Linked DNA regions of Mus musculus: region 1 is linked to region 2. Evidence: chromatin contacts called from public Hi-C data. All regions are on one chromosome and are shown on one strand. Each heading gives the region's core, a stretch centred on a gene start, on an enhancer-like site or on the middle of the called end of the contact. The rest is flanking DNA. Distances are from core to core; before and after follow the strand shown.

The links. Hi-C and Micro-C count contacts between places; a contact is called where the count stands out from the background.
Region 1: a Hi-C map of uterus shows a contact between it and region 2, with 3 times the contacts expected there. The contact joins the enhancer-like site here to the promoter of Lrmda in region 2. A contact is called at or near these places in 2 of 39 promoter capture datasets (frontonasal cranial neural crest and liver), 1 of 484 Hi-C or Micro-C datasets (uterus), 2 of 115 datasets of contacts at active chromatin or transcription factors (the SCID.adh cell line and embryonic stem cells) and 3 of 9 other capture datasets (adipose tissue, macrophages and pancreatic islet).

Annotation. Positions count from the first base shown.
Region 1 is chr14:22,321,284-22,327,114 of GRCm38.p6, reverse strand. All of the region lies in intron 2 of Lrmda (leucine rich melanocyte differentiation associated), which reads right to left. Among named protein-coding and RNA genes, the nearest start is that of 4930405A10Rik, 220 kb to the left of the region's middle. Within about 2 kb of position 3,889, at least 8 of the 459 cell types and tissues checked have an H3K27ac peak or open chromatin away from gene starts, as enhancers often do. A contact at or near this core is called in adipose tissue and uterus, where this site is marked.
Region 2 is chr14:22,015,737-22,021,544 of GRCm38.p6, reverse strand. It overlaps Lrmda (leucine rich melanocyte differentiation associated), which reads right to left and starts at 1,833. Exons shown (of 7, transcript NM_028275.1): 1 at 1,637-1,833. The coding sequence starts at 1,666. Gm41106 (a long non-coding RNA gene) reads right to left here. Exons shown (of 2, transcript XR_874397.2): 1 at 5,200-5,808; 2 at 2,740-4,504.

The sequences.
Region 1 (5,831 bases), core at 2,640-5,139, 300 kb before region 2:
GAAGCTAAAGGGGTGGGGGGGGGGAGTGGATGGACCTTCTGAGTGATAATAAGTCCGTAAATGGATGTCTATGGTCTGTGATTCGTCTAACCTATATTAATGGTCTAAATAGTGGCCGAATGTAAGGATGCATAGCTAAGACCAACTGAAAACAAGGGAAACAACAGTGGCCAGGGAATGACTCCAGAAATCTTTGCGAGGTCAGCTTGAGCCTCACAGCTTTAATGGATAAACTGCCAGTGGTGGTGACAGCCAGCTCTTCTTCTCATGCTGCAAAGCCTGGCTGCCCATCCGTCACTCTTGTTTACCGTTACCAGATAAATCATTTTAGTCTCCTCCAGCTTTGGCCCTCCTCCACCATGAACAGAGTAAACCAGGATGCCCCACTTGAGGCTGTCATCAAAGGCAGGGGCACCCGTGCTCTCTCCCCGCTCTGCAACCCTTATGGGCAATGGCCCTCCTCCCTCCTTAGGCATATCGGAATGAGCAATATTTGACTGTAGATTCTTTCATCTCTGTAGCTTTGAAAACCTCAAACATCATATCAGATCTACAACAAAGAGCAGGGACTTCAGGGGTTGACAGCGCGGCCGTAATTAAAGACAAGCATCAATGGCTGCCACGCTAAACAATGCCAGGTTTTAGCTGCTCCAAAACCAACTGTTTACCTTCCAGGCACTTCTATGGCAAGGTTTAAACAGGTGCTGTTTAAATTGTTTTCACAAAAGATATGCAAACAGGAGATAGGAACTTTTCTTTTCCCTGACACAGGGTGTAATATACAGCCAGCTACTCCCCAAATCATAGCTCCCAATTGATGTGCTTAGCGGAAACCTGTCTCTAATAATAACATGAGTACAAAATGCTGAATGGCTCTACTAGATGGCTCAGTGGGTAAAGAGGCTTGCTGCCAAGCCTGAAGACTTGAGTTCATCCCCAGAACCCAAAGGGTAGAAGGAGAAAACCAATCTGATATCCATATCCATATATACATACATATATATGCATACCCACACACAATAAATACATATTAATATTTATAGAGAAAATTACAGAAAGTATTATAAGAATCAACCCCAAAAGGGAGGAACTATCCCTAGATAATACCTTAAGCTCCTTCTAGATCATGAATTTCAGTTCCCCCACCTTATGAAATAAGGAAATTACATTTTAAGTTGGTGTTGAAAGTTATAACTTTTTTTTCCAAATCAAGTCCAGTAGATCAAGCTGAGTATGGTAACCTATACATGCAATGCTAGCATTCTTCTAGGAGGCTGAGGCATGGGGATTGTGAGTTGAAGATTAGAATGGTTAGTTACTTAATGAAGCCCTGTCTCAGAAAGAAAGAAAAGAGACAGACAGATAGAAAGATAGATAGATAGATAGATAGATAGATAGATAGATAGATAGATAGATAGATAGATAGAGATGGGCAGGGACAAGATGAAGAAATAGAGGAGAAAAAGAAGAAAGGATAAGGGATATGAACAGTTATGAGGGTAGAACCAGGTCCATCCTACCACAGTGTTCCCTCAAAACCTTTGGAAAACTTTGAGAACCACTAGGCTGAAAGATCTTTGAGAATTCTTCGAGGATCACTTCTATAATGAAGGAGAATGTATTAGCATTGTAGTCCCAGTTCTATCTTTTCCCATAATGCTTTTCTCACTGTGGAACATCTCAGTAGCACTGACTAGATAAGCCCCTCCATGTCTGAATAGCTGTCTAAGTTCTGAAGAGCTGCTTCCCTGCTTCTCCTTGGGTTTTAGAGGAGCTGACCACATAGGTAGCAAAGGGAAAGAAGCCAGTGTGGCCGCAGATCAGAGTCATCTTGTGCTTGCATCTCTACAGGGTGTTCATGGCTAGTGCAGCATCCATCATTCTGTGGGGCTGATAGAATCTGTAAGAATATGCTCGCCACTCTATTCTTCTATTTAAGCACACAACATGGAAGGCTAAACTTGTCCTCTTCGCACCGTATACATAATCTCTGGAGTTCATGGAAAGTAAGTCCATTGAAGGCAGCCAGCAATCTGCTACCATAAATTATGCCAAAGACCTAGGGTAGGGACATAAGGACAACTTTCTAGAGCCACCAAGAGCTTTCCATGGAGCAGCTCAAGAGAAGAATGTCCAGGGCTGCTTCCCTTCCTCTTTGTGTATACTGCTCACAAATGGTAGGGAAACTAGAAAGATCTTACAGGCTGTGGTTAAGGCCCCACATGGGATAGATATCATGACTTGTTGTGTCTATGACTGGAAGATTTTCCTGATTCCTGAGGGTGGGACACCCTCACGACATGATGAGTTGTTGCTTGTGTCTTTGAAGACTAAAAATGTTAACAACTTGAAAGAGGAATATCACTGGTGTTTGTTCAGGATAATCTGAAAGAATTATAGGAGCTCCGCCTTTCAATTTTCTATAAAAGTAATACGAAGAGTGGCTAGGAAGTCAGTCCCAACAGGGAAGAGCTGGCCTCACAGGTGAAAGGAACCGACTTTGCACCCCAGAACTAATGCAAAAAAGGCAGACACGGTAGAACACACTTGCAAAAAAAGCAAAGGTGATGGAGACAGGCAGAGCCCTGGAGCTCTCTAGAAAGTTAGCCTTGTCTCCTTGGTAATCCCCAGGCCAGTGAATGATCGTGAATTTTGTTTTTGTTTTTGTTTTGTTTTTCTTAATGGATGGTACCTGAGAAATGACACTTGATACCGTCTTTTGATTTCCACATGCACATGCTGACTCATGAGATCTGTGCACACACAAACATGCACATGTCTGTACATGTATACACACACATATGCATACATGCATACACGCAGGCACAAACAAGAGAAATTTTTTACTACCCAATACCCCCAGTAGCTGCTACCTTCATCTTACAAGTGTGGGGTTCTAGGAAATTTCCAAAGAAAAAACTCAAAAAGGCCTTGCTTTTGTGAAGGGAGGGCTAATCGACAGTTCCAACCGACTAGAACAGCCCGGTGGATTCCCAAAGCCAGGGATCTTGCCCAGCCCCTCCCAGAGCTGACATCATTCTTGCTAGCCAAGGTTCCTTCTAGAATAGACCACCCCATCTTGAAAACAGTGACTCTTTATGGAATGTTTCATTCCTGTTTCAGATAAAAAAAAAAATCAAAGAGCCAATCCGCCTGAGCTGGAAAAATGTCCCTCAAGAATCTGGGAACGCCGCCTTGGTGGTTTGTAGTTAGTAGTAATATCTTCTCTTGAAGCTGTCAGGTGGCCCTCCTGTTTGCAGAAGGAAACCAGACATAAATAAAGCCAAAAAAAAGAGAAATGTTTGAGCTAGGCTACTGCTTGTTGGTTTATTGTTTTGAGCGGAGAAGCCAGTGTTTTCCAAGCATGGTTGTTCTACAGCACTCAGCTCCCTCACAAATGTGTTCCCTACCCTTCTGCTCATCTATAAAACAGCCTGCTTCTTGTCTTGTTAAACTTGGCCTCCAGACAGAACTTTCAGCTTAAAATATCTAACAATATGTCATATCCACCAGATACATGACAGCTATTCCTAAGATACATAATATTATTAATTGTTTTTGAATGAATTTGAACTGTTATGAATCCAAAAAGTATAAAAATGACATTTAGCCATCAACAGCTTTTGAAACATTATATACACAAAGGAAGAAATAGTAACAAGTCCAACGGTACTCATAATTTCAGAATTATATCCTTTGAAGCCAAAATGACATTAAGAGAAACAGGATGTAGAAACTTAAAAATAAAATTTCAATCCTTGACAATATTAAACTTGCCTCCTGATAAAAATTAAGTGCAAGCTAAATTATTTTTATATGCCTGAGGAACTGTCAAACAACTGGCTGTCTCCTTGACTATTTAAAGAGACAGGACTGGAGTGTGTGGAGAGATCTGGGAGGTTAAACAAGGGTGAGGGATGAGCAAGCCAACTGACTTCAACTGACTCAAAATTTACTAAGCACATGCTAGAAAATCTATTAGACAATAAAAGAGAGAGACAGGCTAAGCCTCAGAAGATCTTACACTGAGAAAGTAAAGAGGCTCCCATAGCCTTAAAATAAAGAAACAAAGTTATCTTTGATTAAATGTCCACACTGGAATTGAATGCCACTGCCATGCAATTGAAGTAAGCAAGATTGAAGGTAAGAGCAAGAACTCCATGCTGGCTGAGGTATAGCTGAGGAAGCCCCATGCAAAAACTAGAGTTCCAACTGCACCCAAAGGCTGAGGCTTACTTAGGAAGATGTGAGAAGGCTAGAGGGTGTTTACCATAAAAGAGGCAATGTAACAATGGCTTACAGGCTAAAACATATCCAACTTGTTGGGAGAAGGATGAGTTCCAATGGACCTCAAGTTCCTTTAGCTCAAAGGCATGGAAAATATTCTAATGTCTTCCTCACAGCCAGCTTCATGGAGTCCCAGAGGACTCAGATTTCTGAAGCTTCCAGTTAGCTTCTCTCATTAAGACCTGTTCCAACTGGACCCAGACACTTCTCTCCCCCACATTCTTTACAGAAGACATCAATGTCAAGAGCACCAGAAATGATCGTGACCTTTTTCCTTTGTCTATCACAACCTCCCACTGCTGAAACTCTGAGATCTGTGGCTGACCCCTACTAGACTTAGAGTGACACATCAAGATTTGACAAAGCATGTGTTACTACAGAGTCTAGAAGTCCAAAGCCCAAGACTTTGAAGTACACTATTCCGGGCACAGGGTAGCGCCCTGACAACCTAGAATTTTCTAGCCTAAAATGTTAACAGACCTGAGCATGAGAGGAAATGAATCTAAACATTCACAGTATCTCTGGAACAAATTTATCTAGCAAAATGAGACATTTCCATTTTCTTTCTATTAACTTAACCCATACCTATCTACTTACTCTAAATCCCAAGGGCTTCCTAAGATAAAATTGGCCAAACCATGCAACCCTGATTAATTTCCCTATGCTGCAACAACAACAAAAAGAAATAGCAAAACTCACCATGAGAGGGGAGCCCAAGCATGGGGGTGGGCAGCACCTGTGAAATGCACTTTCCTTTCTTGGAACTGAAAGGCTCATCTCTCAATCCTTTGAGGTGCTTCTCTGATTTTTTTAACGTTTTGTGTCCTTCCAAAGGTAGACACAATCAAAGATATTTATGTTTTTGTAGAAAGATATAGCTGTCTTTTGTGAGGCTATGCCAGGGCCTAGCAAACACAGAAGTGGATGCTCACAGTCAGCTATTGGATGGATCACAGGGCTCCCAATGGAGGAGCTAGAGAAAGTACCCAAGGAACTAAAGGGATCTGCAACCCTATAGGTGGAACTACAATATGAACTACCCAGTAACCCCCAGAGCTCATGTCTCTAGCTGCATGTGTATCAGAAGATAGCCTAGTCGGCCATCATTGGAAAGAGAGGCCCCTTGGTCTTGCAAACTTTATATGCCTCAGTACAGGGGAACACCAAGGCCAAGAAGTGGGAGTGGGTGGGTAGGGGAGTGGGGGGGGGAGGGTATGGGGGACTTTTGGGATAGCATTGGAAATGTAAATGAAAAAAATATCTAATTAAAAAAAGAAATCTGTATACAAATATTTGTTCTTCAAGAAATTTCAGTTTGGGGTTTCATCAGAGAGACTACAGTCATCATAATTTTAATATGTGTAGTTTCAAATGATGTCTGATCTCCCATCAAATACCCAGGGTATTCTTGGCATTTGTAGCAGTGGTTTAACCCCAACTGACAACCAAATGCTATGCCAATGGCTCAGTGTGAAGCAATTACAAGACGAAACCAGAATTTCAGCAAGATTTTGGAGTGATGGAGAGGTTCAGCAAATGTTCTG
Region 2 (5,808 bases), core at 584-3,083:
CACCCCAAGGTACTCTGGAGCCTTCCTAGCTCCTCTGGATAATTTACCTTGAAATACTGGGCAGGGCCAAAAAAAAAAAAAAAAAAAAAAAAAAAAAAAAAAAAAGCCTTCCCACAAGTCAGCAGATGCCCCTGAGCTCTGTGAAGGTACCTGAAGCATCAAGTCTTGAGGAGGACAAGATAAGAACAAGGAAGTCTTGGGAAGTTTCAACCTCACTGTCAAGTTCTCCAGGAACTTGGAAGAAACTAAGCACAAAGAATGCTGGGACCAGAAATGCAGAGACCACAGTATGCAGGGGGAGAGGACCCTGCTTTGTAGGCAGATGCATGAGGGCAGGACCCCCTTCCCGGGCACACACCCCTCTTTCTAGGAAGCCAAACCTCCCAGAAGCCCCTATACCCTGGCTTAAAATAAGATTCTCCTTTTCTGGCCGCTCAGTGGAGGCTGACAGCAGCCTGGCAGGCTCACTGCTGAGCTCTGGACTTGTGCCTGTCTGAGACTCCAGGCAGAGCCAGGGATCCTAGGAGATTAGGCCAATAGGGGCAGCAGAGAGATGGCAATTCAGCTTATTTCCATCAATACCTGCAGGGTGCCTGGTGCATAGAAGTCACTCAATAAATGTATTCAGTTGAGGAATAAACTACCAGACTCTGTTTTTTTAAAAAAAAAAAAAAAAAATGGAGTAGTTTGGTAGGGTGCACCCAGCAGGTATTTGTGTTTCCCCTTTGTAAAACTCTGAGGCCTCTGAGGAAGAACAATTCCCTTATCCCTGATGCTCTGAGCCTAAAGGGAGAACTTTCACCCTGTCTCCCTAGGGTGGAGAACTTTGCATAGTGAGTGCTGGCTTCATGGGAGGCAAAGCAAAAGAGAAACTACTTTTTTTTTCAGCACATACAGGGTCCCTGCTCAGCCTAGGGGAGTTTACCAGAGACCTTACCAAAGAGCTGAAAACGGGCACTGCGGGGTGTCTACCATCCAGTCTTGCCATGCCTTAGTGACACCTCTTCAAGAACCAGAGTAAAAATGTAGCACACCCTGGGCCTCCACCAGCCTTGAAAAGGAACCTCATTGTGAAAACAGAGCTCCTCCAGCCCCCGGCCAGGCGACACTCTGTGGTTTTCGTTGTGGCTCTGATGACTCTGTGCGCTTTGCTGCCATGCCCCCTCCCCCCTTTCTCCCATGTAAATGTATCAGATCATTTGTACAGTTGCCCTGGTATCAATAGGTAAACGGTTGCGTATTAAAACATTTTTCTTGCACCCTAAAAGTTCTTCTAAAACCCGCATTGTGAAAGAAGAAACTGAACCACTTTTGGTGAAAAATATGAGCCACCAGCACTGGGTCGCATGGAGAAGTTAGTCCCTAAGTGTTGATCAGTGTGACTCTAAGGACAGAGGGAGTTGGGGGATCTCAACTGCTTATCACACCACTACAAAGTGTGGCAGGATCAAAAGAAGAGTCTGACCCTTCTTCAACTTGGAGAAAGTGTGGGTACTTGGCACACATCACCTGCACATGCGACCTCCTCCCAGGGAAAAGGCACTCAGGTTAAAAGCCTTGGAGACCCGTGCCCCTCTGTCCCTCCCATCCCCAACTGGATCCCGGGACTAGATGGGGCTCACTTGGACCGACTTACTTGAGTTCCACTGACCATGAGCCCAGCCATTGTGGCAGGAACCCAGCAGGCGGGCGGCACTGAGCAGGGTGGCGGGCGGCGCAGTTCCGCACTGGGAGGTCAGCTGACCAACGGAAGCCCTAGACTCCGGTCGGCCACCAAGAACTGTGCGCAGCAGCGCTGCCGCCGCTGGCTGGCTCAACCCGGTGCACGTGAACCTGCACCTCCGGGCAGCTCGCAGCGGGTGGCCCGCGGCGCTGCACCCAGCGTGGGAACCCCACGCGACTACTCCTCTCTCCTGCCCAGTTCCTGTCCGGTTCCTCTACGGCCCCCGCTCCCCAAAAGGTGCCCCTTCCAGAATCCAATGCCCAGAGCTTTATTGCATTCATCAGACTCAGACTTGAAGTGAAGGGTGAAGGGGGTCCCCATCGTGGACGTGTCAGCAGAGTTGCTGCTAGTTCCCGACTCAGAACTGGGCCTTCCCAGAATTTCACAATCTAGGTTACATAACCGTCCTCAACTGCTGGAAGGAGGGGCCTCTTCACTCAAAGTCCCCAGTACAGTCTAAAAAGTATGAGCTTGCTAGCAGTGGGGAATGGGTCTCCTGGTGGGATGGAGTTTCCATTTGTTAGAGAGAAGGCTACAAGGAAAGGTTGAATTTTCCCCTTAAAGTGTCAGCTGGTCATACAGCCCCTACTCTCTTCAGGCCCACCACCACCGCAGTAGCTGACAGTAATGAAAGTTAGGGCAGGAATATTGATAATGTCTCCTACTCTCAGGATCCTTTTGTTCTTATTCTCCTCCAAGGGAAGAGACATGTGTAAGAATCAAAGCTATTAATCCTGTCGGCAGCACACACACGAGCCTAAACACACATACGTGTATACACACACACACACACACACCCCTCCCACCTCACCCTCACCCTCCAGAAGGAAGAAGTGACCATTGTCACCTCCTGACTGGGAAATCCAACCCAAGACCAGCAGCTCCCACATTCCAGATTTCCCTCTGGAACCTTCTTCTTGCCTGCTCTTGCCTTCCCACCTCCACCCTAAGGATGGTGCCAGTCCTTACCTATCATTGGGGTCGTGGCTGATAGATAGGCCTAGAGCAAAGTCACGTTAGCAAGAGAAAAACACATTTAATCCAAGTTTTCCATGGTAGGGGAGCCTTCAGAAATGAAGGTGTGGTGGATGGGAAACCACAGGCCTGTAATGACAGCACTTGAGGGGCTGAGGCGGTATCTCAAACTGGAGGCCCGACGGGGCTACATAACAAGACTGTGTCTCTGAGAAGAAAATAGTGTGTATGTCCGTGTGTGTGTGTGTGTGTGTGTGTGTGTGTGTGTGTGTGTGTGCGTGTGTGTGTGTTCATGTGTGTGTGTATGTGTGTGTATGTATATGTTGGTATGTGTGTGTGTTCATGTGTATTCGTGTGTGTGTGTGTATGTGTATGTATTCATGTATGTTCGTGTGTGCATGTGTGTGCATGTGTGTGTGCATGTGTATGCATTCATGTATGTTCATGTGTGTGTGTGTGCATGTGTATGTATTCATGTATGTTCGTGTGTGTGTGCGCTCGCGTGCGCTCGCACAAAGATACAGCTCAGACTGGATGAAGCTGAGTTAGCTGAACAGGAATATGACGGACAAAAGGGTGCACTATTGAGTGTGTAAACATTAAAGGGAGAGGGCAGGAGAGCATCCCTCCCCCAGGGAGCCCACTGGGACTCTTCTGGGATCAGGATCTAAGGACTCTCCATCATACAAGGCAACTTGATTTCTTTGCGACCAGCTCCCACCCAGAAAGACAGCTTCAAGTAGGATCTCTAGGATGTAAGTCTTGCTCTGAGGGAGAGGGGGTCAGGTTCCCAGGATCCACCTTGGGGATGAGGAGTCTTGGCTTCTATGACTCATTTCTAGAGAGAGACGGTGCTGGAGACAGAAGAGCAGGAGACAGGAAGAGACTGCTTCTGAGGCTGAGCTGGGACCTTCCCTTCCCCATAATTATTATTACATTGTGTGTGTGTCCATTATAACATATATACATGTTCGCACTTGAAGAGGTGGATGACAGCTTTCGAAAGTTGGATCTCTCCTACCAAGCAGGTCCAGGAGAACTAACTCAGGCCCTTGGGCTTGACAGTGGTCACCTTTACCAGCTTAACCATCTCACTGTGCTCCCACCCTTTCCCCTTTCATTCTAAATGCTCATCCTGCCAGAGCCCTGGACTGTGGAGTGCCACTTTCTGAGTCCCTGCCCTGACTTGGCTGTTCTGCTCTCTTTATAGATGGATGCCAACATCACTCAACTAGATAAGGAAAGGCAGAGTCCTGGTCTCACTTTCAGGGCAGGTACTGTAGCTTGGCAGGACCACAGATAATTGTGGCTGCCACCTCCATACAGGAGAATGGTCACGAGACTTTGGCTGTCATTGTCTCTGTGTCTAAGCAGCACTTAGAAGCCACTGGCTATGCCTCCAATGATGACAGCTGTGATTGTGGTCAGAATTTTGCTCTGCCAGACAGTCCTGCTCTTCCAGACAGTCCTGCTCCTAGCACATCGCTAGACAGACAGGCTAGGATGGCAGCCTGCTGTTGTGCATCCAGAGGTTTCTGGAGGCTGCCTGCCTGCCCCTCTCTTTTACACTTGTCCCATAGGAAGAGTGGCTGCAGCCAAGTGGAGTCGTGGAAACGCAGTCAGACTATTTACTTTAGGTGGTTCCTGGAAACGCTTCAAGTGACGGGCAACAACAAAAAAGCTTTCCAGAGAGAAGGGGGGTGAAAAGGAGACTCCCAAGGCCTGGTGCCCCCAGGACAGCTGCCCCCTCCTACATTCAGTGCAGAGTCCAGGCTATCCAATCCATTGTCCACTTGGGTTTTCTGCCTGAAAGAGAAGAAATGGTTCAGTGAGGTAGCAGTTGTGATACTCTGTCCTCCCCTGCCACCTCCTACCTCAACCTGCCTAGAAGGACCTTAAGCAGAAGGTGACTCATAGAAGCCAGTGCCAAAACAAGGACCCCACTCATGCCCTTCCTCCACACACGGCTGCATCTTCTAAGCCAAGACTGTTATGCAAACACTGCTGATCACTAACACCATCGTGGACAAGGCTGGTCCCCCTTCACACGCGTCTCATGGCTGTTCCCTCCTCCACAGAGCCTCAGAAAGATTTTAAAACCCAAAATCTCCCAGTGTCTCCCATCCAGTTCCTCATAGAAGATATAATGTGATCTTCAACATCTCTGACAGGGCTGGAAGTTCATCTTGACTGGTAAAGAGCTTGCCTAGCATTGTCCAAGGCCCTGGGCTCAATCCTTCCTACCATAAAAAGGGAGGGAGACCCTGGTGCATATGTGTTACACATAAAATAAATCAATAGAATATAACAAAGGGGTTTTTTTTTAAGAAACATCTTTCTTATAGTCAGTCCCATCTTTCTATCCTCTGCCTGGACTCAGAGGAGATTTTAGTTTTGCCTGGAAATGCCTCCCCAGTGGCTCCTGTCTCCTACTCTGGGAACACACCAAGAAAGCCAGTTGACAGTGCATGCAAGGATCTTGGGAAGATTGTGAAACAAACCTCAGGATAGCTCCATCGGATGGAGGGTTTAGTGTATACTGTAGGGATCTGCAGAAAGTTCTTGATCAGAGTGAATGTCTGGGGTGGTTCCGGCTGCTACCGCAGAGTACCATAAACCCAAGTTAACAGCTGGGAATTCCTCATAGTTCTAGAGGCTGAGGAGTCCGAGATCAGGTGCCAGCAGATTCTATGTGTGGTGAGAGCCCACTCGCTGTCTTACCAGCAGCTACATCTCCCTGTGCCCTGTGAGGGACAAGCTAGCCATTGGAAGGGGGATCAGTAAGGACACTAATCCCATCGCAAGGGCCCCTCTGGTGACCCATCACCTCCTAAAGACCTCAGCTTCAAATACTCAAAGGGTTAAGGTTTTAACATGAACTTTAGGAGGACCCAAGCATTCAAGCTCTCCTGTTAGTAGTTTCCCTGGGGGTTGCTGTCAGAAGGCTCAAGCTGAAACTAGGGAGCTATCCTCTGCACTTGCCTGTCAGCTTCTGGGCGTTGGTCTAAAGAACAGAACAATGGGGGAGAAGACGAGGAGGAAGAGGAAAGGAGTGGAGATGAAGGAACACTAGATCTTATCTTCCTACCCAAGAAGATGGAGATGGGAGA